Regions from separate parts of the Mus musculus genome. Here all the other regions are linked to region 1. The links are chromatin contacts, called in public HiChIP or PLAC-seq and Micro-C maps. All regions are on one chromosome and are shown on one strand. Each heading gives the region's core, a stretch centred on a gene start, on an enhancer-like site or on the middle of the called end of the contact. The rest is flanking DNA. Distances are from core to core; before and after follow the strand shown.

Region 1 (3,620 bases), core at 343-2,842:
GCTATTTTATTTTTACATTAAGACAGGGTCTCCTGTATGCTTTAGACTGGTCTAGATTTCTCCAACCTCCTCAATAGCGAGATTTCCGAGATCTCCAGTGCACATCCGCACAGGGATACCGGATGCCCAGCCTCTTCACAGTGGCAGTGGTGCCTAACCAATTGGATTAACAACATCTTTAGGAACTGGCAGACCTGCCAAGTCATTTTTCCGCTATCATCAGAACTGTATACATCATTGTTTCCAGGATGGGTGGCACTCCCAGCACACTGTTGGCTGGTCTCTACTGGCACTTTGATATTCTCAGTTCTGAGTGGCTGGCCAAGCAGCAGAGAACTCCGGTTCTAGGAAACTTGGGCGATTATAACTTTATTAGTCATATCAGTTACTGAAAATGCCCTTTCCTTTCCCTTTGAATTGGCGCATCCTCTCCTCTGAGAGCTAAGGAAGAAAGGTGCTTTTTTTAACTATCCATGATTTAACAATCTTCCCTCTTTACTTCCTCCCCCTTCTCCCTCTGTTCCTTTCTCCTTTTCTAGAGTTCTGACTTCCAAATGTCTATCTTCAACCCGAGGGAGATGATGGATAACTTGAACTATCTGCTTGGAGCCACTTCCCTGCTTGCATCCTCTCTAATTCTGAGAGCAAGCGGAAGTGACTGGAAATCCCTGGAGGTTCGAGTGCCTTCCCCGGGACCTATGGCCTCACAGTCCTTCCCTACTCCCTTCCCCTCAAATGTCGGGCAGAGTTGGGGGCTTCCAAGTCCCCACCCTCTCTAACCGCACAGTAAGCGTCTTAACCTTTTTTTGGGGGGGGGGGGGCTACAGAAACCTGTAGAGCTCTCGCCACAGGGACAGAGGTCCCGGGAAGACCCGGGTTTAAACAGTTGCGAAACTTTCAGAGAACTGCGGATCAGAAACACAACTAGAACTACTGGACTGAAATAGATCCCTGCCTTTAAAACTCTTGACTTGGGGCAATTAAGTAGAGTGGAGCTCAGGTGACAAATCTGGTTCATAGTGATCAAGTGTAGGACTAGGACGGCGCAAGGCTACTTTTTTTTTTTTTTTTCCTCTTGTAAGGAATGCCAAGTTGGGTGATGGAAAGAGACGGGGGCAGAATGAAGAGGACAGGCAGATACGGAGAAGTGGAGATGGCTCAGTAGAAAGCGGAGAAGGAAGAGACCATCAGAGAAAAGGGACATGGGCCCAAAGAGACCTACACCAAGACCTGGCGAGAGAGAGATTCCAAACCGGAGACCAAAGTAGGAAAGGGGAATCGGAGTGGGTGGCTGAGCGCCACCTCAGAGAGAGAGAACTTTCTCTGCTCTCCCTCCTTCTCAGGGAATCTCTGCTAACCCCACCTCGGGGAGGTGACGCGGACGGCCACCGATTGCTCCGGCACTGCCGGCGCCTCTGGCCTCCGCCTCCGGCAGCTGGAGGGGCCTAAAGCGGTGAGTCCTGGCACCCGCGGCCGAGGAGGGGACAGGATCTACAAGGAGGCGGGCCGCCTGCCCCGTTTTCTCCTCCCCTCTCCTCCTCCTGGAGGCGTGCACCTAGGGTATTTGAGCGCCCGCGGGGGCCCCCGCCCCCTGGCCCCCCATTCAAGAAGCGGCTCGGCTAACTCAGCCAGCAAAGGGCGCCCGGCGCGCCTCGGAGCGCACGTTCCGCGCCTTCTCCTGCCCGCAGGCTGGACATTATGCGGCCGAGCCGCCGAGCCCTAGTCCTCCGCCTCCTTCTCCTCCTCCTGCGGCCCGAGCGCCTCAGCTCACGGCAGGCGGCAGCGTTGCTCAGCGGAGCGCAGACGGGACCCTCTCTGCAGGACCTCAGCGACTCCTAAAGTCAAAAAGTTGGCGGCAGGGCGCCGGGGTTCCGCGCGCTCTCCAAGGCTGCTGCCTCGCGTCGCCGCCAGCCACCAAAGCCGGCAGGAGGGAGGGGGTGGGAGAAGCGGGGGGAGGGGTGAGGAGCACCATGCAGTTAGTATCCTGGGCCACACTGCTAACGCTCCTGGTGCCGGACCTGGTTGAGATGAGGAGCCCTGACTCCGCGGCGGCCGTGCGCAAGGACAGGCTGCACCCGAGGCAAGGTAACATGGCTCTGAACCCTGAAGCCCCCCCCCCACGCCCCCACACACTCCATCGCCACCTTCTTGAACACGCTCTGGGGCGGGCACCCCGCAGTAGAGGCCTCTCTCCTTTTCCTAGAAAGAATTACCTCTCCTTTCGGAACCTCTCCCTTCTCTGGGTCATCCTTAGTCAACTATTAGGGAAGGAAGCACTGCAAGAATTTTAGGGCCACCCCCACCCCCAGTCCTTTTTACCTGACTTTTTTTACCCTCCTTATCCCTTGACCCAAACCAGTCCTAATTAATAGCTTGGATCACCAGATAGCACACATTTTATTTTATTTAGGATATTTATCAGAATCTGTAATTATTTTATGTTTTTATATTTGTTCATTGTCTGACTTCAAATGCTGTAGTCTCGGCCCCTCACCTAGTTCTCGGCTGTTACTATTACAGTAGGCGCTCAACAAATATTTATCCAGTGGTGGAGCGTGAAGGAATTGACTCGAAGTGGCTGCGAAATAAATTAGGACAAAGCCCCCCATCTTCTTTTTAAATTAAAGCTTTCGGGGGAAATGACTGATTAGCTCACTTGCCTCTGTTTCTCCCTGCAGTGAAATTATTAGAGAGTCTGAGCGAATATGAGATCGCGTCTCCCATCCGAGTGAACCCCCTCGGGGAACCCTTTCCCACGAACGTGCACTTCAAAAGAAGGCGGCGAAGCATTAACTCTGCCTCTGACCCCTGGCCTGCCTTCGCCTCCTCTTCGTCTTCCTCTACCTCTTCCCAGGAGCACTACCGCCTCTCAGCCTTCGGCCAGCAGTTTCTATTTAATCTCACCGCCCATACCGGATTTATCGCTCCACTGTTCACTGTCACCCTCCTTGGAGAGCCAGGGGTAAACCAGACCAAGCTGTATTCCGAGGAGGAAATGGAACTTAGGCACTGTTTCTACAAAGGCCATGTCAATACCAAGTCCGAGCACACTGCGGTCATCAGCCTGTGCTCCGGAATGGTAAGTGGGCGCGTGCCCCTTCCCTCCTCCCCGCCTCCTCGTCTGCTTTTTTAAGACTTAATTGCACCCTAGTCTGAACCTACCGAGTCTATGCTCTGGCGTTAAATATCAACCCTGGCTTAGTTCTCGGGAATTGGGGGTCCACCAGCATAGTGTGTGCTCTTACACTCGAGAAGAGAAGAGTGTACACATCTGTCCCCCAGAGGGTCGTGTATCATTTGGAGCTGTCTTAGATCGGATGGATTGGGTTTGCTGTAAGCAGCCCAACTCTGCAGAGTAGGTTGCATGTCGGTTTACAAACTCAGAGAAAGTTGCTGGGTTGTGGTTTCTTGTAGCAAACTTGGCCGCTCTGGGGCTGTGCAGCTGAGCGCAGGGCGGACTCAACTCCTCATTGGCGCGTCCTGAGTCAGGGTTGTAAACTGACAATCCCTGGACACCCCTACTGGAGTGCTGGGATATCTCATGTTGTGGACGCGGCTATACTACAGTGTCCCCGCGTTCTTTCCTCTCGGAGCCTTTTATCACGTGCAAGGAATTTTGA
Region 2 (3,620 bases), core at 296-2,795, 1.3 Mb before region 1:
CCTTTCACCTTTTCAAATAATCAGGAGCAAGACGGTTTTTTGTGTGTAGCCAGTCTTAGGGAGCCCAGGCCATCCTCTCCTAGACTTTGCCTTGAATTCTTGGTCCCCATGCCTCAGCCTCACAAGTACCAGGATTACAGATGTAAAACGCCAGGCCCTCATTCTTATTAACTTAGAATAGCTCTCTAGAAACAGGGCTTGAAGAGCTTAAATGTATGCTTATGTTCTAGAGAGGGGATTACAACCCCAACCACTAAGGACTCTGACACCCCCCCCCCCCCCAGTTATCAGACTGTGAAATTTTATATGCCACCATAAATTATTTACTTTGCAAGTTTCCAGTGCCTATGTATTATTTCTAACAACTCTGTGTGTGAGGTGGGGTGGGGTGGGGGTGGGGGTGGAGGAGGGGGTGGGGGTGGGGGTGGGAGTGATTGTATTCCTCCAGCCTTGGCAAGTGGAAGGTCTTCACTTAATGTTGTACTTAAGATGCCTGCGGAATCTGAACTTCAGACCTATCCTCTCGACCCACCTCAGTGACATCCTCATCTCTCTGAGTGGCTCCAACTCAGCTCCTTTTATCTAGTAGATTCTCAAGTCCGTGACCAAAGAGGAACTCATTGGAAACCACTGAAAAATAAACAAAACCGCTAGGGCCACCACTGCACTGGCTTCTTGGCGGTGGGGGCTGTTCTTTCTGTCCCGGCCTCACCAGTGCCCCGATTACTGGACCCCGCCTCTGGGCGGCGAATTCCGAGGTGGCCGGCTCGCCCACGCTTGTGCAGGACCCGCACCCTGCGGTGATCTTTACTCCCCAAAGCAGTGCTTAGGTTTCTCGGCTCTCCTAGAAGCCAAAGGGGGCTGGCCACCGCCGCCCCCTTTGCTGGAAGGACAATGAGAGGCCAGCGAGAAGTCTTAGGTAAAAAGGCCACGCTAGCTTTGGCTTTTCTCGCTCGCTGGCAGTTTTTTCCTTGTCCTAAAAAGTTGGCCCCAAAGTTTAACGATGGGAGCGTATGTGTAGGTGCGTTTGGTGGGCGCGGACAGGGATGCAGAGGGTGTGTGGGTCTTGTTGATTCGGGTCCTCAGGGTCACAGAGACAAGAGCCAGGCTCCGCATGTGGACTTGAACCCCTGGGCGGGGAGCAGGCGCGGAAATGTGGCGGAAGGCGCGTGAGCGATGGCGTGGCCAGGCACTAGCGGAGGACGAGGAGGGACCCGGGTAGGCAGCAAGAGTGTGAGCCCCGCGCTGAATTGGTCTCCCAGCCCCCACCTGTTTGAAACGATTTGCAAACACCAAAGCCAAATTCTCTGTGTTCCAAAAGTTCGAGAGCTGGAGTCGGGCAAGCACACGTGTTCCCCCAAAAGGCTCTGGCTGAGCCGACCACACTGCAAGAGGAGGAATTCTAGGGGTGCAGGGAGAGGAGCAAGTTGGCGTCAATGAAGGGTCGGCCCTAGGACCCCGCGGGAGGCGCGTTGGAATCTCTCCCTTCCAGGAGGAGGGGTGGGGCGGGCCTGCCCGCGGGCGGCCGCCGGGCGCATGCGCGCGCGTCTCCTCTCCAGCCGGCCGCTGCGCTCCGCCGCGCGGAGTAGAATGAACTGTAACAAAACAAGCCGAGCCTTTGTATCTGCTTAAAGGGGCCGCGGCCACTTCCCTCGCGTCCCCTCACCCCCGCCCCGCGCCGTCGCGTCTCCAGGGCTCCCGGCAACTAGCTTGGAAAGGGCTTCCCTCGCGCTGAGGAGCGGCCGGCCGGCGCGGAGCAGGCGCGGCGTGTGTGGAGAGAGCCGCGGAGCGGAGAGCGGGCCCGGGCGGCGCCGGAGTGGACTCTGGTCCCGGGAGCGCGGTCGGCGCCGGAACGCGGACCCGGAGGCACCGGAATGCAAACAAAGCTCGCGGGCGCCCGTGCAGGGCTCTTCACGGAGCCCGGAAAGTTTGTTTTATGATGGCTTGAGAGCGCGAGAGAGTCGGGCGAGGAGGCTCGAGTAGCTCGCTCCCGCGCTCCGAGAGATGCTTCTCCCGTGAGCCCGCCGCTCCGGGGGCTCGTGCTGTGGGGGCACCTGTCTCTCGTTTTAGCAGTTTTCTTTTCTTTTTCTTTTTTTCTTTAATTTGAATTTTGTTTTCGAGGAGGGGCTGTAACTCATCATGTCGAAAGTGATCCAGAAGAAGAACCACTGGACTGGCCGCGTTCACGAGTGCACCGTGAAGCGGGGACCCCAGGGCGAGCTGGGGGTGACGGTCCTGGGGGGCGCGGAGCATGGGGAGTTTCCGTACGTGGGGGCGGTGGCGGCGGCCGAGGCGGCGGGGCTTCCCGGCGGTGGCGAGGGGCCGAAGCTGGCCGAAGGTGAGCTGCTGCTGGAGGTGCAGGGGGTCCGGGTGTCCGGCTTGCCCCGCTATGACGTGCTGGGAGTCATCGACAGCTGCAAGGAGGCCGTCACCTTCAAAGCCGTCAGACAAGGTAAGACGGGGCGTGCCTTTGGGGGGCGCACCCCGAAAAAGAGGGGAGGCCTGAGGGGGCGCCGTTTGCTCCGAGTGCTGTGAGCCAAAGTTGAGGCCCGGACCAGATGCACTCAAAGTTGTGAGGTTGTGGGCTGTGCGCCCACCTGCGTGGCGGGCTGGGGCCGGGGTTGCGCCGGGAAGCGGGGAGATGCTTCCCAGGTCTGGTTTGCCAACTTCTAGGTCGTAGCCACCTAGTGCTGCGCAGCCTCGCCTTCACCTTAAGGCAGATGGGGAACTGAGGGAGGCTAAGGTGGACGCTTCCCCCAGCCCCTTACGGGATGGATGAGCTCACGGAGCTGGTGGCTTGCCACTGCCTGTTTCCCTGAACTGGAGAGTGGGTCGTGGAAGGAGAGGGTCTATTTATGGTTGATTGGAATTCTTCCATCACAGAATTTGCCTTCATCCTGCAACCCCTCCAGGTGGGGCTGGGTTATAACCCACTGGAGTCCTTAATCCAGCCTCCTGCAGAGCCCGCAATCACCCCACAGCGGGGTGACGTCTGTGTCTCCTCCTTGTGGAGACCTACGGTGGGGGAAGGGGTGATTAGCGCTTGGCGCGAATCTAGTCCAAGTTTACCCAGCCACCTCCTCCTCTTGCACCGTCGTCCTTATTGATGATGGTTGTTGAGAGTTACAATTCATTGTTAGCGTGTTATGTGAGAGGCTGTCTGTAAAGTGGTTTAATTGCATTATCTCATTCTGATTCACATCAATGCTATAAGAACGACTCGGTTTTTGTAAGTCCTATATTACAATAAGTAAGCCGGGTCTGACCTTAGGTAAATGACTTGCCCAAGGTCACACAACTACCAAAAGTGTATGGGTCTTTTTTTGTTAAACCTTGAGCAAGGAGGAGGAGGGCTTGAGGGGACGACTTTCGGGACCTGAGTTTTGGGGTGGGGGTGGGGAAGCAAATCCTCCCCTAGAAGTCTGTAGGATAAGGATGGCTTTCTGTAGGGTAAGGATGGCCGTGGGAGAGTACTCCCTCGCAGTTTGGTCTGAGCAATGGTCTGATCCTGTAGCTAGCCACCGGAGCATAGCTGCAGTCCTTAGAGGCATCCCTCCTGCACCCAAGTGCTGTGACGCAGGTTCTCCCAGATGAAAGCACCAGAGGAGGTGGCAGAGTTG
Region 3 (3,620 bases), core at 368-2,867, 1.1 Mb before region 1:
AGTGGAACTGTGATTTAGTCAGATTTATAGTTTAGATGTAGAATTTCTTAATGCTGAAATATTTTATCCCATATTGGAGCAAAACTGGATTACCACTTTATTAATTTTTTTATTAGCTAGAGACTCAGGCTATGAAAACAAATGCCCATGTTCCCCTTAATTATTGGGTTGGTTAGCATTACAGGAATCTGTAGTGAATAATTTCTACCCCAGAGCTATTTATCTTCTGGAATTTTCTATCATCCTGTGGATTCTTTTTCATATTTGCTCTTTGGAAGAAATTATTCTAATTTGTAGCTCATTTAGCAAGCTACAAATAATTCATATTAAAAAGGAAGTACAATGAGATATAACAATTCTAATCTTTGAATCTAATTATAAAGAAGTCGTTAAAATTAATGACTTAAGTATAATTAAGGCATAAGTATCCAAGACAAGGCAGTCATAGACCTGCAGAAAGCAAATTACAACGCTGTTGTATTTTTCTTCCGTGTTCATTTTGTTCTCAAGAAGACAGTCTTGTGAAGCAGTTTCAAAGGCAATTGTAACAAATTCCAATGGGCTCTGTAGCCAGTGGAGCTGTGCAAGCCAATGACTATCTTTAAACTGTCACCATGTGAAGACAGATCTGGTGCTAGGACATGCTGAGTTGATCTGTCAGTGACTCTACTCCTTTTGGTCATTCGTTCTTTGAAGATGTCTGCATTTGTTTTGACATGCCGTTCTTCATCATAGTAATTCATGGTCTGTGAGAATGTGGGGTTTTTTCCTTTAAAAAAAAGTTTGGTGTTTTATGGGGGGTAAACGATCCTTGCTGACATTTAAGGTAAACTATTCTGCAGTCAGTACTTTTTGAATATTTTATATATATGTATATATATATGTATGTATATATATATATATCATATTAATTCATTTATTCTTAAAGTAGAATTGCCTGTCAAGTAGTTTCCTCAATTAACTGATGAGGAACCCAGCTCCTGAAAACAAAACAAAACAAAACAAAACACCAAAGCAGATTGCTTTTGGAAACTTAGAGGCTGGTTCTGGGGTCAGAACCTTCGCTCAGCTCTGATAGACCTCAGGCCTCCCTCGCTCCTCATGACCTTGCTGGTCTTCTGAGAGTGCTCACATCCCTCTGTTGATTCCCTTAAGCTCTCATTCTGTGAAGTGCTTTTGGTTGCAGGCTAACTTGGGGATTGTCATCTCTTTGGGGGTTGCACTTAAGATGTCCTGCAGATCAGATATTTATATTGTGATTCAGAACAGCAGCGAGATTACAGTTAACGGAGTAGCAAAGTAAACAGCTTTATGTTGGGGTCACCACACATGAGGAACTGTATTGAAGGGTTGCAGTGTTAGGAAGGTTGAGAAGCACTCCTAGACTGTTTAGTCTTAGGGAACTGGGTCATTACTTCATCAGGTGCCTGGGAAAGTGTCTTGTGCCCTACAGAGTCTCACCGTGCATCTTCCTGCTTGTCTGTAGTCTATTAGCTTCCTGCCTGGAAGATTTTGTCCTTTTTCTCTCTCTTTTTCCTTTCCTCTGCTGGCTTCCTACATACTAGCTTGGGTCTTGGGAAGCTGTTGTCATGGCAGCTGCTGGCTTTCTTCCTAGATCCTGTGTTCCAGGGTGTGGGTGCTTCTTCTCTGTCTAGCATCATTGCCAGGGTCTGCAGTGAACTTGGGTCCTCCCTTGGGATCTTTGCTTACGTCTGCATTGAGTGGCTACTCATGTCCTGTGTCTGACCCTGTGACAGAAGCAAGGAGCTGTGCCGGACAGTTGTACCTGAATTCAGTTAGAAGAGACAGAAACTATTTATCCTATTGCCTCACACATTCAGAACCATGAAGTCACTGTTTTGACCAGGGAACATTGATCTTTACAGTAACAGAAGTGGGCTCAGTATGTTACTAAGTATGTCACATTTTAAAAAATAATATTAGCAGCATTGAATTAAGATCTTACATAGTGTAGAGTCATATAACAGATCTTAATTTCAAACTTATTATAGGCCCTCATGCCTTCAAATAAAGAAGTGTGAAATAATTGGATCACTGAGGAATGAAATGAAATACACAAAGGTTATTTTACATTAGACTTCTTTTCGGGGGTGGGCAGGGACAGATTCTCACGTAGCCCAAATTGGCCTCCAACTATATAGCCAGTAATGTCTGTGAGTTCCTGGTGGTCTCACCTCTACCTGCTTCCCCAGTAGGGAGGACGGGATGGGGGCTGCCTTTACCACTGACTTGCAGTGGCAGCTAAAAGGGCAGCAGTCAGTGAGTGTTAGTATTCTGCAGTGTCTAACTGAGCTTGCCTGATTATAGTAGGAGGGTGGTGAAACCCAGTTTTAATACAGAAGGCAGTCTTCTTTGGGTTGGAATGCACAGAGTTCTTAGAGAACATTTAATGGCCACGGTGGTCCTGTCCTTTGTCCATGTAGGGCTTGAGGACCCATGTACTACAAGATTAAAATACTTTTCCCGTGGGTATATTTTCTTCTACCTCACTTTCCCTGTAGCCTTAATAGATATAGGAACAATGGCCACGTCAGGGACCCACTCGATGGCAATAAATCTGCAAGTTGTGAAGTTCATGGGGTTACGCTCCTGTTATTCTTAAGAACAGGGTGTTGCTGTTACACAAGTTAGCTCCAGATCCCTAGACTCAAGCGGCCTTCTTCTTCCAGCCTCCAAAGTGGCTGAGGTGATATGCACTTGTTGTTGAGCCCTCCCCTAGGGTACATTTTAAGAAATGTACAGAGTGTATACAGGTACTTCTGGCAGGAGGAGTCTTCTCCTCTGCAGTGTCTATGCTCTGTTTGTGTGTGTGTGTGTGTGTGTGTGTGTGTGTGTGTGGAGTGCTATAGCAGGGTGAAGCTCAAGCCCTCCAGCCTATCCTGGGAAACCAGAGCTGTGAGTGCCCTTTGATCTCCAGCCTCACTCCTCGCACCTGCCAACGCTGTGAAAGTTCTGCTGATCGAAGATACTAGACTGTTGCTTATCTGGTTCTGCCCTGGATATTTTCAAACAGAACATGCATCACTGTCATTTGTGGGTGTGGTCTGATTCCTTTTTAATAAAAGCATTGAAACAACAGCCACACGTTTAACATGGAACAGACATTTCTTCCTATGTCCGGAAAGACTTTGCTGTTTCTTCAATCAGGGACACACAGGATTTATGCTTTACATTTTTCATCACACTTACTTATTTCTATGCGTGCTGTGTGTGTCGGGGTAGGGGGGAAGACACATTATGGCTTTGTGGGGAGTTAGGCTTCTAAAGGTGCCCATGGTTTGTCATTTCCAGCTGTCTACCAGTCCCCTCAGATATGCTTCAGATTCAGCCGATACTTTCAGGTCAGTATATTTTCAACCCTACCTATGCTGTTGCACTCTGACTAGCAAGTGCCTGGCTTATGTGAGTCCATTTTTATTTTTATTTTTTTTTTTAAAAAAAGGTTAAAGGAAAACTAGGTACATTGTGTCCCCCAAGAACTTGGAGAGTGGAGGCAGGAGGATCAGAAGTTCAGTGGTCCTTTGCTCCATGTGATTCTGAGTCCAGTCTCAGCTATATGAGACCCTATCACAACCCAAACCTGATCAGAAGACAAGCAG
Region 4 (3,620 bases), core at 719-3,218, 1.1 Mb before region 1:
ACTTTCAGATTCTCTGTATTTCAGGTCATGTGAGTTCTCTCTCTCTCTCTCTCTCTCTCTCTCTCTCTCTCTCTCTCTCTCTCTCTCTCTCTCTCTCTCTCATCCTTTGTCTTTCTTTGTCTGAATCCTCATCTTTCATTCTACCCCACTCCAGGCTGCTTCTGGTTCCTAACATCACAAGCCATTCCCTGTTCTTATCTTGGCCCCAGCACAATCTAAATTGATGCTGTTTTTCAGCTCCTTCAGAGAGAAGAGCTTGGCTTGTTTTTTACGGTTTCTCCATCTCTAGCTCTGTACTCGGTACATTGGATGCTCTTCCCATACATTTGGCAGGGCTAGAAAGATGACTCAGCAGTGAAGAGCCTTTGCTTGCTGCTTGTTGTAAGTTAGGGTATCTATTGCTGTGATAAAACAACATGATGAAAGCATCTTGGGGAGGAAAGGGTTTATTTCATCTTACAGGTTGCACTCCATCACTTAGGAAAGGCAAGACAGGAACTGAAGCAAAGGCCATGAAGGAGTACTGCTTACTGGATTGCTTTCTCAAGGTCTGCTCAGCCTGCTTTCTTACAGCATTCAGGACCTCAAGTCCAGAGATGGTATTAGCCACAGTGAGCCGAGTCCTCCCACATCAATTATTAATCAAGAAAAGACACTGCTGGTCAATCTTGTGGGAACATTTTCTCAATTGAGATTCCCTCTTCTAAAATGACTCTAGCTTATGTCAAGTTGACTGAAACGAGCCAAACACCCTGCCCACTCTCCTTCTGACACTTTAGACATGTAGAGAAATAAAAGTAAGGCTCAAGTGTATAGATTTTTTTCTTTTTGATCAATAGGCACATGCGCTCTAATATCCTGTTAGAACTTCTCTTGAGATACTGTTTAGCCCCAGGCCTATCTATCAGCCCTGTGTAATTAAGAGACTTGAGGTTTGAGTCACATGAGGGAGCTAACTTTTTTTTTTTTTTTTTTTGTGCTCATGCAAAGATTGTGCTTTGCCATACTCGTATAGTCTTCTCAATAAGACACATTAATATTTCATCACCTAAGGTGATTGGGAACTGTCCAATACATCTTACAAGATATTCAGGGGGACAGAGGGTATGGCTCAGTTGGTAAATGGTATGGAGATTGGTACCTGTGTGAGAAGAGCCTGGGAGGAAAAAGGTAGGTGGATTCCCTAAGACTTGCTGGCCAGTCAACCTAGCTGAGTCAGTGAGCTCCAGATCAGGAGAGACTGAGTCTCAAAAATGAGGTTGGTGGTATCTGGGGGAAATAACACATCTAGCCTCCATGCATGTATGCTTGCATGGTGCACATACCTACATACACATTCAAATATATACCACAGACACACATGTAGTAGCACATCAAAAATATTACATTTAAATTATATTTTAAAAACCACTTCTATTTCCTTAAAAAGAATATCCTAGGAGGTTTGTAGCTGGTCAGGATAAGCCCAGGGAAATCCCATGAAAATGAAGAAACTGTAGCATCAGAGATTGTTTGCCCTGATTTATATTTTACACAGCTGCTTTTTATAAGAATCAGGATGAGGTGCACTGGACATAAAGTATTTTAAAGTCAACAGCTTAAAGTGCATATATGCAACTTTTCACGACCAAATATGTGTTATGAATAATGTTCCTCTTAGGAATTTATAAGACAGTATCTATTTAATTAGAATTTCAGTGAATTTCAAAAGCCGATGTAGCTGGTCTTATGTGCTACTGAATACCAGCCACTTTATGAGGGTTTCTAGGGTAGAGAAGGTTTTCAGTTGAGCTTATACTCTCTAACAGTATTAAATGACTTAAAATAACACTTTATTATCCAAATGTAAGCTTAGAAATCATTTTTTTTTCCTTACTACAAATAGGCCTCAATAAGAATGTAGCTTGCCATAAGACCAGGAGAATGAGGGACTTAAGGAAATGGCCCGAGAGTCCCTGCATCACTGTGCTCCACACACAGTATTTGTGTAAAAGTAATATGAGATGCATTGTGACTTACCCTTAACCTCAGTAAAGGTCTCTGAAACTCCAGCCAGCCAGAGCCACTTTTAATTGATTGGGGATTTGGGGAAGGCACTGAGGAGTTTGCACAGCTGGAGAAAGCTGTGTTTGAGGCTACAAGGAAAGCAGGGATTATTAGGAACGGTAGGGTGACTATGAGACCCTCGGCTCCCTGTGCACAGCCAAGACTAGATGGAAGGAGATGGGGTCCAAAGGGCAGGGCGCTTAGTTACCTCCTCCCATAGGTGCATTTCTACAGAGTTGGCTGTGTGCCCACCGGTCTTCTTGTGGCCATGCACTTGAATGTACAAATATTCTCAGGCACTGGTTTAAATGATTGTTGCCAACAAAAATGTAAATGATCTGTTAACAATTACAGTCCCAAATTTTAGACCATAGGGACCCAAGTGAGTCATTTGTTACTCGTGCAAGGTAGATGAAAAGGAAAAAATCAGTACACAGTGTGTTTTGGCAGAGATAATCAACAGCAGGTAAAAGGTAAAGTTGTTGAGTCAGGAGAAAGAGGCGAGTAATAAGGTGTAGAAATCGGAAGGAGTGGGCAGCAGTGGGCCGTGTAGAACAGCCAGTCTGACTTGAGTGTCCTGCTGTGGAGGCTGCATGGTCTTTCCTTGACGTGTCAGCCAAGTTCATGTCTAGGGTGACAGCTCATTTTGTAGCAACTGTGTATAAGAAAATTATCGTTCAAGAGTGGCAAGGGATGGCAAATTAGGTGCCTCCTAAGGGCATCAGAGTTTGTTTAGGAGTGGACACAGCTTGGCTGCCTGTATTGGTAAAGACTAAAAGAAGAAATACCTTAGAGCAGACGTACAGAATGCTGCACATCAAATGGTTCTCCCCATGACTATTACATAAAGAGAGCAGTGGACTTGGAGACCGTACTTTTCTGCCTCTGTGCATCCCTTATATCAGGAGTCACTTCTGTAACTGTAACCGTTTTAAAGAAAAGCAAGGGCTAGGAGATGGCTCAGATGATAAAGGGAAGTTCCTACTTGTGTGCAAACTTAATGACCTGTTCAGTCCCTGGAACCCACGTGGTAGAAAAAAGGAGCTGATTCCTATAGGTTGTCCTCTGATTTATATATGGATGTGTCATGTAAAAAATAAAAATAATAAAGACGATGTAAGGAATAAGAGCTCCTTAAATTGAACAATTCTCAAACAAAACAAAACAAAACATACCTAAACCACAACAAACAACCACCAAATTGAAGGTAGTTTATTTTCTGAAAGTGTCTTAAAAATCTCAAACTAAAAAGAAAAAGAAAAAAAAAATCTCAAGTTCAAGTTAGCCGTCCCCAGGGCCAGTGGAGGATTTGGTCACATTTTATTGGCATTGCCGACCTAGAGCTCATTTTCCTGTGGTTCCATTTTTCTTCAGCAACTTAGTACAGTTGGACTCTCCCATCCTGTGTCCTCTGGGAGCCTCCATCATTGAAGGGAGAGAGGTTGAACATTGGAAACATTTTTATATTCTCTGGCACTATCTAAACCCGAAATTAACCTGCCATTTACTCTCTGTGTGTCTGAGGCAAGTTTGAGATGCCTGAGTAGTTGCATCCAAGAAGCAACTCGATCCAT
Region 5 (3,620 bases), core at 840-3,339, 1.0 Mb before region 1:
ACATCTGCCCTTCCTGGTTCTCTCTTGTCTCCCTCATGTGTCCTTCCTTCCCCCTTCCAGAGTCTGTGCCCAGCATGCAGCACGTTCTTCACGCTCGCATGTCGGTCTCCAAGGGCCTCAGCAAGAATAATTAAGTTTTACCTTCTGGCTGCTTTTCTCACAGGATCCTGCCGACATGGAATTGAGATGAAGCAGATGCTTCCCAGCATTCCACGCGCACATTCTGTTCTAGCTGACCCTCCTTCCCTGTCCTAACCCTGCTCATCTCATATTCTTGTCCTTCTGGTTGATTTGTGATTTAGTTCTCAAGGCCAGACCCATTGTGCCTTCCTTCCTGAGAGCCCTTACAATGTCACCAAATAATTTTGGCAAATGCCTGTGAAATGGAAATGTCTAAATTAGAAGTCTTTTTCCTCTGTTCCCATTCATACCAAAGAGGTACCATTTCTATTCACTGTGAATAGAGAGGAAACTGCTATTCTTCACATAGAACATTTCTTCTTAATGTGCTCCATCGGGGGTGGGAGATAACTAGGTGGTTCTCTTGGCATTTTACAGGTCACTGAGAAAAGGGTGTGGAACCTGATGCTCCTCTCTGCCTAAGCATGGTTTGCTTTTATGGTCATGCACTGAATGGTGTATAGGGTCCTTCACCTTGTTATGAAGTATAGGTGGGTTGTGACGAGCTGGTTACACCTTTGTGGCTCTCAACACCAAAACAATAAAACTTTTCTTAGCATCGTTCCCTGGACTTGATAGTCCTGTAAAAGAAATCTCAGGATAGGAGGTCTGGGAACTACTCCTTGAAGCATGTATTATATATATGCTTTTATATATATGAAGGAAGGTGAGAAAGAAAAATTCAAATGTTCCCAGACCTCTCACCACCCAATCTTTCTTATCTTTCTTACCCAGAAGCACTGTGGGGGTGTCAGGGGTCTCACACCCTTAGTCTGTTTAGTGACTTCCAGGCAGTGTTTTCCCAGAAGGACTATGGGGTGTCAGGGGTCTCACACTCTTAGTCTGTTTACTGACTTCCAGACAGTGTTTTGAGTGATTTAGCCCAGCTCTTCTTAGACAAGTGTCTTTAGTTGCAAGCTGACATCTGGCTGTTGGAATCTTCTGCAATGTCAGCACTGGGTACCCGCTAGGTGCAGCTGCTGCTGCTGCATTCCTGGCCCTGATGGGGGAGTCCACGGCAGTGACTATTTCCTGGGTGATGAGGTAGGTCAGCCTAGACCCATCTCAGAATAACACCTCCACCAGGGCTCAGAGCTGCTGTGCCTTATGTTGTTGGTGATGACAGTTGAGGTTGTTGATACAGGCCTTCTCTCTGCCTGGAGAAAGGCCCTCTTCCACTCTATGTTCTTCTCAAGTAGGTAGACCCAAACTCACACCAGCTGGCCTCCCCTAAGCTGCGCTATGGTTCTGAAGCATATTTTAGTCATTTTTCTTTATCGTTTTCTCTTCAGGTCTGCTCAGAGCTTTTACTCCCATGTGTGATCGTCTACAAGATTTAATTATTTATAGTGTTTTTCAGAAATCACTTTCCATGGTTTTTTTTTTTTCTTTTATGTTTCATGTGACTTGTGTGCAGAACACTGGTTCTCAACCTGTGGGTCACAATCTCTTTTTAGAGGAGTGTCAAAGGACCCTTGCACAGCAGTTGCATATCAAATATCCTACATGTCAGATATTAACATTACAATCCATAACAGTAGCAAAATTATAGTTATAAACTAACTACAAAATAGTTTTATGGTTGGGGCCACCGCAACATAAGTAACTGTGTTAAAGGGTTGGGTTGCAGCGTTAGGAAGATTGAGAACCTCTGGTGTAGAGGAATGACATCTGGGAAATTCTTTATTGCAGTAAAAGTTGTTAGACTTGAGGATGACCCCAAATCCATTCTGTTCTTTTAAGATGCTATTTGTAGTAACTGTGAATATACCTCTGAAAAAACCTCCCCCCACACCACCTTCTTTTATTGAGCCAGGGTGTCAATGGTATATCCCTGGCTGTCTTGGAACTCTCTCTGTAGACTAGGCTGGCCCGGAACTCAGACATCCTCCTGCTTCTGTCTCAGGAATGTACTACCACGCCTAGCTTCTTTTGTCTTTTGTCTCATTTTAGCCAAAGCTGATCCTGAACTTGGTATGTGGTAGGAATGACCTTGAACTTCCAATCCTCCTGTTTTTGGAGTAGGGGCAGAATGCAGTTTTGGGGAGTGACCCCAAGAGCTTCCCGGGTGCTCCAAAGGCAGTTAGTATCTGATTATCCATACCTGAGTTCACCTCCAATTTGGTTATCTTTTAATGTCTTTTGTACATTGCTAGCATATTAATACTTGGTGAACATATGTGTACAAATGAGAAGTTTGAACGAGGTGATAAGTTTGCTGAGAGTGACAGGTTGCCAATGGTAACCACACAAATCCCTGGCTCTCCTCTTAGTACAGAAAAACATCTTCAGCAGGTGGACTAATGGCTAGAAATTTGGGTGTGATTACCTCTTTAATGAACATATGGAAACTGTTGGGAGTTTTTTTTTTTTCCTTTTTTTAATGTTTTGGATGAAATTATTTCTGCAAGGTTCAGGTCAGTTTCCAAGCATACACAGTGCATCATATAAAGCAGCTTGTGGAGCTTGTATGTCAGAACAGGGTGATACAAAAGCTAAATGGAGGCAGGTCAGGCCTCTGGGAGCTTTGTTGTTTCTGATGCACAGTGATTGATAAGCTTGGGTTGTAAGTGAAGAACTTCTAAAACATTTAGATTTCTGGACAGATCTGCTGAGAACAACAAGGTGCTGAGGTCAGAAGTGCATATTTATTAAAGGAAGGTGTAGGTATAGTCAATTCTTGTTATCTGTGATAGCTATGTTATGCAAAGTTACCATGAACACCTAAGCCACTTCTAATGGAAATACGTAAGTAGGTTGTTGTGGATCTCTGGTAACAGTTTTTGTTTGCTACTTCATCACAATCTTAAGGTTTTTGTGTTTGTATTTAAAGGCGCTTTATTTAAACATACCTACAGTCTTAGTGTTCTGCCTTTGAGAAAAGACACTGTTACCATGGCATTTAATTGAGGCTAGCTTACAATTTGGAGATTTACTTCATTATCATCATAGTTGGAAGGATGGCAGCAGCACTTAGGCTGACTTAGAGCTGGAGAAGTAGCTGAGAGCACTACATTTGGATCCACAGGCAAAAGGAAGAAAGGAACATTGGGTCTGGCTCGGGCATCTCAAACCTCTAAGCCCACCCCCAATGACATACTTCCTTTAGCAAGACCACTCTCTGTAATGCTTTCAAATATAGTCACTTGCTGGTAACCCAGCATTCAAATATGTGGGTCTGAGGAAACCATTCTTATTCAAACCACCACACTCCATTACCATCCCTGAGGCTTGAAGCTGTATCATAATGCAAAAAATGTATTCAGTCCAACTTCAGAAGTCCAAATAGACTTTAATAGTCTCAACATTGTTTAGAAGTTCAGTCTCTGATACTTCTGGAGATCTCTTACCTGTAAAAATCAAAATTAAAAAGCAGATACTTCACCTACTTCCAACATACAGTGGCATACAATATGAATTACCTCCCAAAGGGAGGAAAG
Region 6 (3,620 bases), core at 719-3,218, 1.0 Mb before region 1:
AACTCCAGCTCCAGGGAAGTCCAGTTCCTCTAGTCTAGGGGCTCTCAACCCTAATGGTCCCACCCTTTAGTATGGTTCCTGATGTCATGTTGACTCCAATCCATAAGATTATTTCAAGCTACTTAATACAGTATAACTTTGCTACTGCTGGAAATAGTAATAGTAAGTAGCTGCATTTTCTGATGGTCTTGGGTTGATCCCTGTGAAAGACTTGTTCTACCCCACCCTCCTCAGGTTGAGAACCACTGCTCTAGTCTCTGAGGGCACCTCAACATACTTACATGAACAATTAAAAATAACAAAAGTAAATCTTTAAAAAAGAATTAGGGCCGTTATATTGAACATTCCAGGGACATTTCTCAGATACTAACCACAATATGTGATACTATGTCAATGCTTGTGGAAGCAGGTGATATATCCTTCTGGCTTCCCCACCCCCATTAAGTGGGCTGTGTGTGTGTGTGTGTGTGTGTGTGTGTGTGTGTGTGTGTGTGTAATACCAGGGAGTAGGGGAGAGGAAGGAGGGAAGGATAGAGGGTGATTTAGATTAGATTGTAAGGAGTTTGGAGGTTGGCATAGTCCCAGAACTGAAGTGGAGAAGCTGGAGGCCCAGAAGAGCTGGTGGTAATTCCCACTAGAAAGCTGACAGCCCTGATGCTCAAGGGAAGCCCGTGTTTTAGCTCTAGTCCAAAGAAAGGAAGAAGCGACTCTTCATTCAGGGCTGTCAGGTGGAAGAAAATCCCTGTTATTTTTAACATGGCAAGATTTTGATACCCTCAGGTCTTCACCAACTAGATCAGGTGTGTGCACACTGATGGAGGCAGTCTGATTTACTCAGTCTATTGATTTTTGTTAAACTCATTGCATTTGACCAAGAACCTGGCTATTCCGAAGCCCAGTAGAGATGTCACGTGAATTAGCACTTACAATGATTCTTTAAACTGGATTGTGTACAGATATTGGTTTTACATCCAGGTCTTCGAATTTGTTTTTGTTAAATTATTTTCTGATTTAACATATAAAACAGTAAACAGTTAAGAAAAAATAACTGTAAATCTTAAACTTCGTTAATATTGACATGCTTTCACTTGGGTAAAGATTCCACTAAGTTTGGAGTGTGGTTTAGTAGTATAATGCTTGCTTAGCATGCACCAGACATGAGGTTCAATCCCTGGCTCCCTAAATAATAAAATAGAATTTTGAAAAACCCATATCACTAAGAAAAAACAGGCAGCCACAGATTGACAGAAATTTACAAAATCCCCTTTTGTGCATGACTTGAAATACAGTGTATGGGGAACAGTTTTGCTAAGATAACCTAATAAAAACAGGCAAGCAATCTGAAGAGAAACTTCACAACTGGAAAGATACTTTCATTAGCACATAACAAGATGGGCTAAGGGTTAGGCTTTTGAGGGAATGCAAATTAAAACAATGACTAAACAATATAATGTACACATAAAGGAAGGAGAATAAGTGGGGGAAGTTGAAAATGAAGGCTGCATGCCCTGATGTTTGGGACTGGAAGAGAGGGGAGTCTGTCTCCTGTGCTTTGTTTCCTTCCAGAGCTGAAAGCATGCCTTCTCTTGGCTTGCACACCTACCATCAGCCATGTCGTGTGGAAGTATGGGAGTGTGGAAGGAACCTGATGTCTGCATCAGATTTAGTTCACATTCTGGTCACATAGAAGGCTGGCTTCTTTAATTCCTTTTGCTTTATACATACGTGACAGTCATGAAACTAAAAACAAAACAAAACAAAAAAAAAAACCAACAAAAAAACAGATTCCCACAAGAGTTGTTGACTGTGGACACAATTCGTTTGGTAAAGTGGTTGCAAAAGGCCCCAAGTTCAGTTTATAGAAGTGACAAGTTTTTTCCTTTAAAAGAAGATAGGCACAGTGACATCACTTATAATCCCAGCACTGGGGAGGCAAAGACAGGCACTTATTGATTTTTTTGTTTGTTTGCTGGCTTGCTGGTCAGTCCTTTCGTCAAGAACAAATGGCTATTGAGAGCACTGTTATTGTGCAGCCAGAGGGGAAGCAGGCTGGCAGATGTGCCAATGACTCCCAATATATTACCTCTTCTTGTTGAGGTTGGCATATGGCCAGTGAGTGTCCTAATTACCCAGTGGCTTTTATAGCCCATTATTTGTACTCACTCTTGAATAGTAGCTGGGAGCTGACAGTGAATCAGCATGGAAATGGTGGAGTGTAAGAATGGCAATCGTTGAGAGCATTTTGGAGATGCGCAACCTCGGAAATGTTTGCCTCATTTGTTCAAAGTGGGAGCTATAGGCTGTCCAGAGAGATAAGTCTTAGTGAATTAAGATTTTTTACCTAATAGGCTTATTATGAAACTTGGATATCACAGTATGTGCCTCAACAAGCCATACTTCTCAGTAACCCACTTAAAAGAGACAAATAATGAAAAGCAGAGGAAATGATGTTTTCAGTGTGGCCAAGAAAGGACAAAGAGATCCCAGGACCAGACTCCCACCCCCACCCCAGCTCATCTTGGAGGTCCTGACACTCAGGAGGAGGCTTAAACAGAAGTCAGAGGTATATACAACCAAGCTAAGGTGGTGTGGTCCCTGTACAAAGCTGTCTGCTTCCCAGTCTCTTGAAGTTCCTCTTTTCTCAGTTAGTTTCTTCTCAGGCTGCAGGTCTTCAGCCATTTCTTTCTGCTTGAGACTCCTGGTAAAGTTTTGTTTTCTAGGGACCCATTCTTTTACTAATCTGATAGTACATTTCCAATGCTATACCAAAAGTCCCCCATACCGCCCCCCCCACTCCCCTACCCACCCACTCCCCGTTTTTGGCCCTGGCGTTCCCCTGTACTGGGGCATATAAAGTTTGCAAGTCCAATGGGCCTCTCTTTGCAGTGATGGCCGACTAGGCCATCTTTTGATACATATGCAGCTAGAGACAAGAGCTCCGGAGTACTGCTTAGTTCATATTGTTGTTCCACCTATAGAGTTGCAGTTCCCTTTAGTTCCTTGGGTGCTTTCTCTAGTTCCTCCATTGGGGGCCCTGTGGTCCAGAACCATGCATATGCACATATTAGGTGTTTCTTTCCACCGCTTTTCTTCACACTGTTACATTTTTTTTTTTTTGTTTCTAACTTTGAACTATACCTAAAGCCAAGATTCTATGCAAAGAATAAATGTGTACAGGTTCCTTCTTGAGTGGGAAACTTCCTCACTTTTTTTTTTCCTCTCAGGCTCATCTAGTGATGTATACAGATAGCAGTAGTCTGCTGTACTGTCTGTCTGTGATTTGCCAGGGTCAGTCAGAGTGCCTGGAACTCTGGCCCCAGCCAACTGTTGCACGAATGATATCAGAATATGGTTTTCAACCCAGATTCTCTCTCCACTCAGAGAATAAATTGGGGTGAGGCTGGGAGGGCAGGAGAACAGCTGTCTTAATTATTCTGGATGTTCAAGCCTGGGAATGCCAGTGGGATCTCAGTCACATTTGCATAGAAACCTTTGAAAGGTCCTTCTTGTCCCCAGGGGTGGGGGTGGGACTGTTTCCCTGGAAGGAACCTTACCTACAAATCCAGGCAAGTGCCTGTGGAAGGTAATGTTAATCCCAGGCCAATTCTTTATTTTGTTTC

What was found. A called contact is a pair of places that touch in the nucleus more often than the background predicts. HiChIP or PLAC-seq counts read pairs in DNA pulled down with a chosen protein or histone mark.
Region 2: a Micro-C map of embryonic stem cells shows a contact between it and region 1, with 5 times the contacts expected there. The contact joins the promoter of Magi1 here to the promoter of Adamts9 in region 1. A contact is called at or near these places in 4 of 39 promoter capture datasets (the 3T3-L1 cell line, frontonasal cranial neural crest, hippocampal neurons and 1 more), 4 of 484 Hi-C or Micro-C datasets (all in embryonic stem cells) and 3 of 115 datasets of contacts at active chromatin or transcription factors (astrocytes and embryonic stem cells).
Region 3: a contact with region 1 is called in an H3K4me3 HiChIP or PLAC-seq map of forebrain, with 6 times the contacts expected there. The contact joins the enhancer-like site here to the promoter of Adamts9 in region 1. A contact is called at or near these places in 7 of 39 promoter capture datasets (the 3T3-L1 cell line, embryonic stem cells, frontonasal cranial neural crest and 3 more), 8 of 115 datasets of contacts at active chromatin or transcription factors (astrocytes, embryonic forebrain, embryonic hindbrain and 3 more) and 1 of 9 other capture datasets (embryonic stem cells).
Region 4: an H3K4me3 HiChIP or PLAC-seq map of embryonic limb bud shows a contact between it and region 1, with 4 times the contacts expected there. The contact joins the enhancer-like site here to the promoter of Adamts9 in region 1. A contact is called at or near these places in 7 of 39 promoter capture datasets (the 3T3-L1 cell line, the C10 cell line, embryonic stem cells and 2 more), 6 of 115 datasets of contacts at active chromatin or transcription factors (astrocytes, embryonic forebrain, embryonic hindbrain and 2 more) and 1 of 9 other capture datasets (embryonic stem cells).
Region 5: a Micro-C map of embryonic stem cells shows a contact between it and region 1, with 3 times the contacts expected there. The contact joins the enhancer-like site here to the promoter of Adamts9 in region 1. A contact is called at or near these places in 8 of 39 promoter capture datasets (the 3T3-L1 cell line, 3T3-L1-derived adipocytes, the C10 cell line and 4 more), 2 of 484 Hi-C or Micro-C datasets (both in embryonic stem cells), 8 of 115 datasets of contacts at active chromatin or transcription factors (astrocytes, cardiomyocytes, embryonic forebrain and 3 more) and 1 of 9 other capture datasets (embryonic stem cells).
Region 6: an H3K4me3 HiChIP or PLAC-seq map of stem cell-derived neural progenitor cells shows a contact between it and region 1, with 4 times the contacts expected there. The contact joins the enhancer-like site here to the promoter of Adamts9 in region 1. A contact is called at or near these places in 3 of 39 promoter capture datasets (embryonic stem cells, frontonasal cranial neural crest and hippocampal neurons), 2 of 115 datasets of contacts at active chromatin or transcription factors (embryonic stem cells and stem cell-derived neural progenitor cells) and 1 of 9 other capture datasets (embryonic stem cells).

What each region holds. Positions count from the first base shown.
Region 1 is chr6:92,941,506-92,945,125 of GRCm38.p6, reverse strand. It overlaps Adamts9 (a disintegrin-like and metallopeptidase (reprolysin type) with thrombospondin type 1 motif, 9), which reads left to right and starts at 1,592. Exons shown (of 40, transcript NM_175314.4): 1 at 1,592-2,085; 2 at 2,679-3,079. The coding sequence starts at 1,971. All of the region lies in intron 1 of 9530026P05Rik (RIKEN cDNA 9530026P05 gene), which reads right to left.
Region 2 is chr6:94,281,842-94,285,461 of GRCm38.p6, reverse strand. It overlaps Magi1 (membrane associated guanylate kinase, WW and PDZ domain containing 1), which reads left to right and starts at 1,545. Exons shown (of 24, transcript NM_001029850.4): 1 at 1,545-2,452. The coding sequence starts at 2,140. It overlaps Gm31661 (a long non-coding RNA gene), which reads right to left and starts at 1,541. Exons shown (of 5, transcript XR_377886.4): 1 at 533-1,541.
Region 3 is chr6:94,068,893-94,072,512 of GRCm38.p6, reverse strand. The region is part of intron 1 of Magi1 (membrane associated guanylate kinase, WW and PDZ domain containing 1); the gene reads left to right. Among named protein-coding and RNA genes, the nearest start is that of Gm52867, 160 kb to the left of the region's middle. Within about 2 kb of position 1,617, at least 24 of the 459 cell types and tissues checked have an H3K27ac peak or open chromatin away from gene starts, as enhancers often do. A contact at or near this core is called in forebrain, where this site is marked.
Region 4 is chr6:94,010,664-94,014,283 of GRCm38.p6, reverse strand. The region is part of intron 1 of Magi1 (membrane associated guanylate kinase, WW and PDZ domain containing 1); the gene reads left to right. Among named protein-coding and RNA genes, the nearest start is that of Gm22840, 120 kb to the right of the region's middle. Within about 2 kb of position 1,968, at least 8 of the 459 cell types and tissues checked have an H3K27ac peak or open chromatin away from gene starts, as enhancers often do. A contact at or near this core is called in embryonic limb bud, where this site is marked.
Region 5 is chr6:93,977,955-93,981,574 of GRCm38.p6, reverse strand. The region is part of intron 1 of Magi1 (membrane associated guanylate kinase, WW and PDZ domain containing 1); the gene reads left to right. Among named protein-coding and RNA genes, the nearest start is that of Gm22840, 89 kb to the right of the region's middle. Within about 2 kb of position 2,089, at least 7 of the 459 cell types and tissues checked have an H3K27ac peak or open chromatin away from gene starts, as enhancers often do. A contact at or near this core is called in embryonic stem cells, where this site is marked.
Region 6 is chr6:93,955,804-93,959,423 of GRCm38.p6, reverse strand. The region is part of intron 1 of Magi1 (membrane associated guanylate kinase, WW and PDZ domain containing 1); the gene reads left to right. Among named protein-coding and RNA genes, the nearest start is that of Gm22840, 67 kb to the right of the region's middle. Within about 2 kb of position 1,968, at least 38 of the 459 cell types and tissues checked have an H3K27ac peak or open chromatin away from gene starts, as enhancers often do. A contact at or near this core is called in stem cell-derived neural progenitor cells, where this site is marked.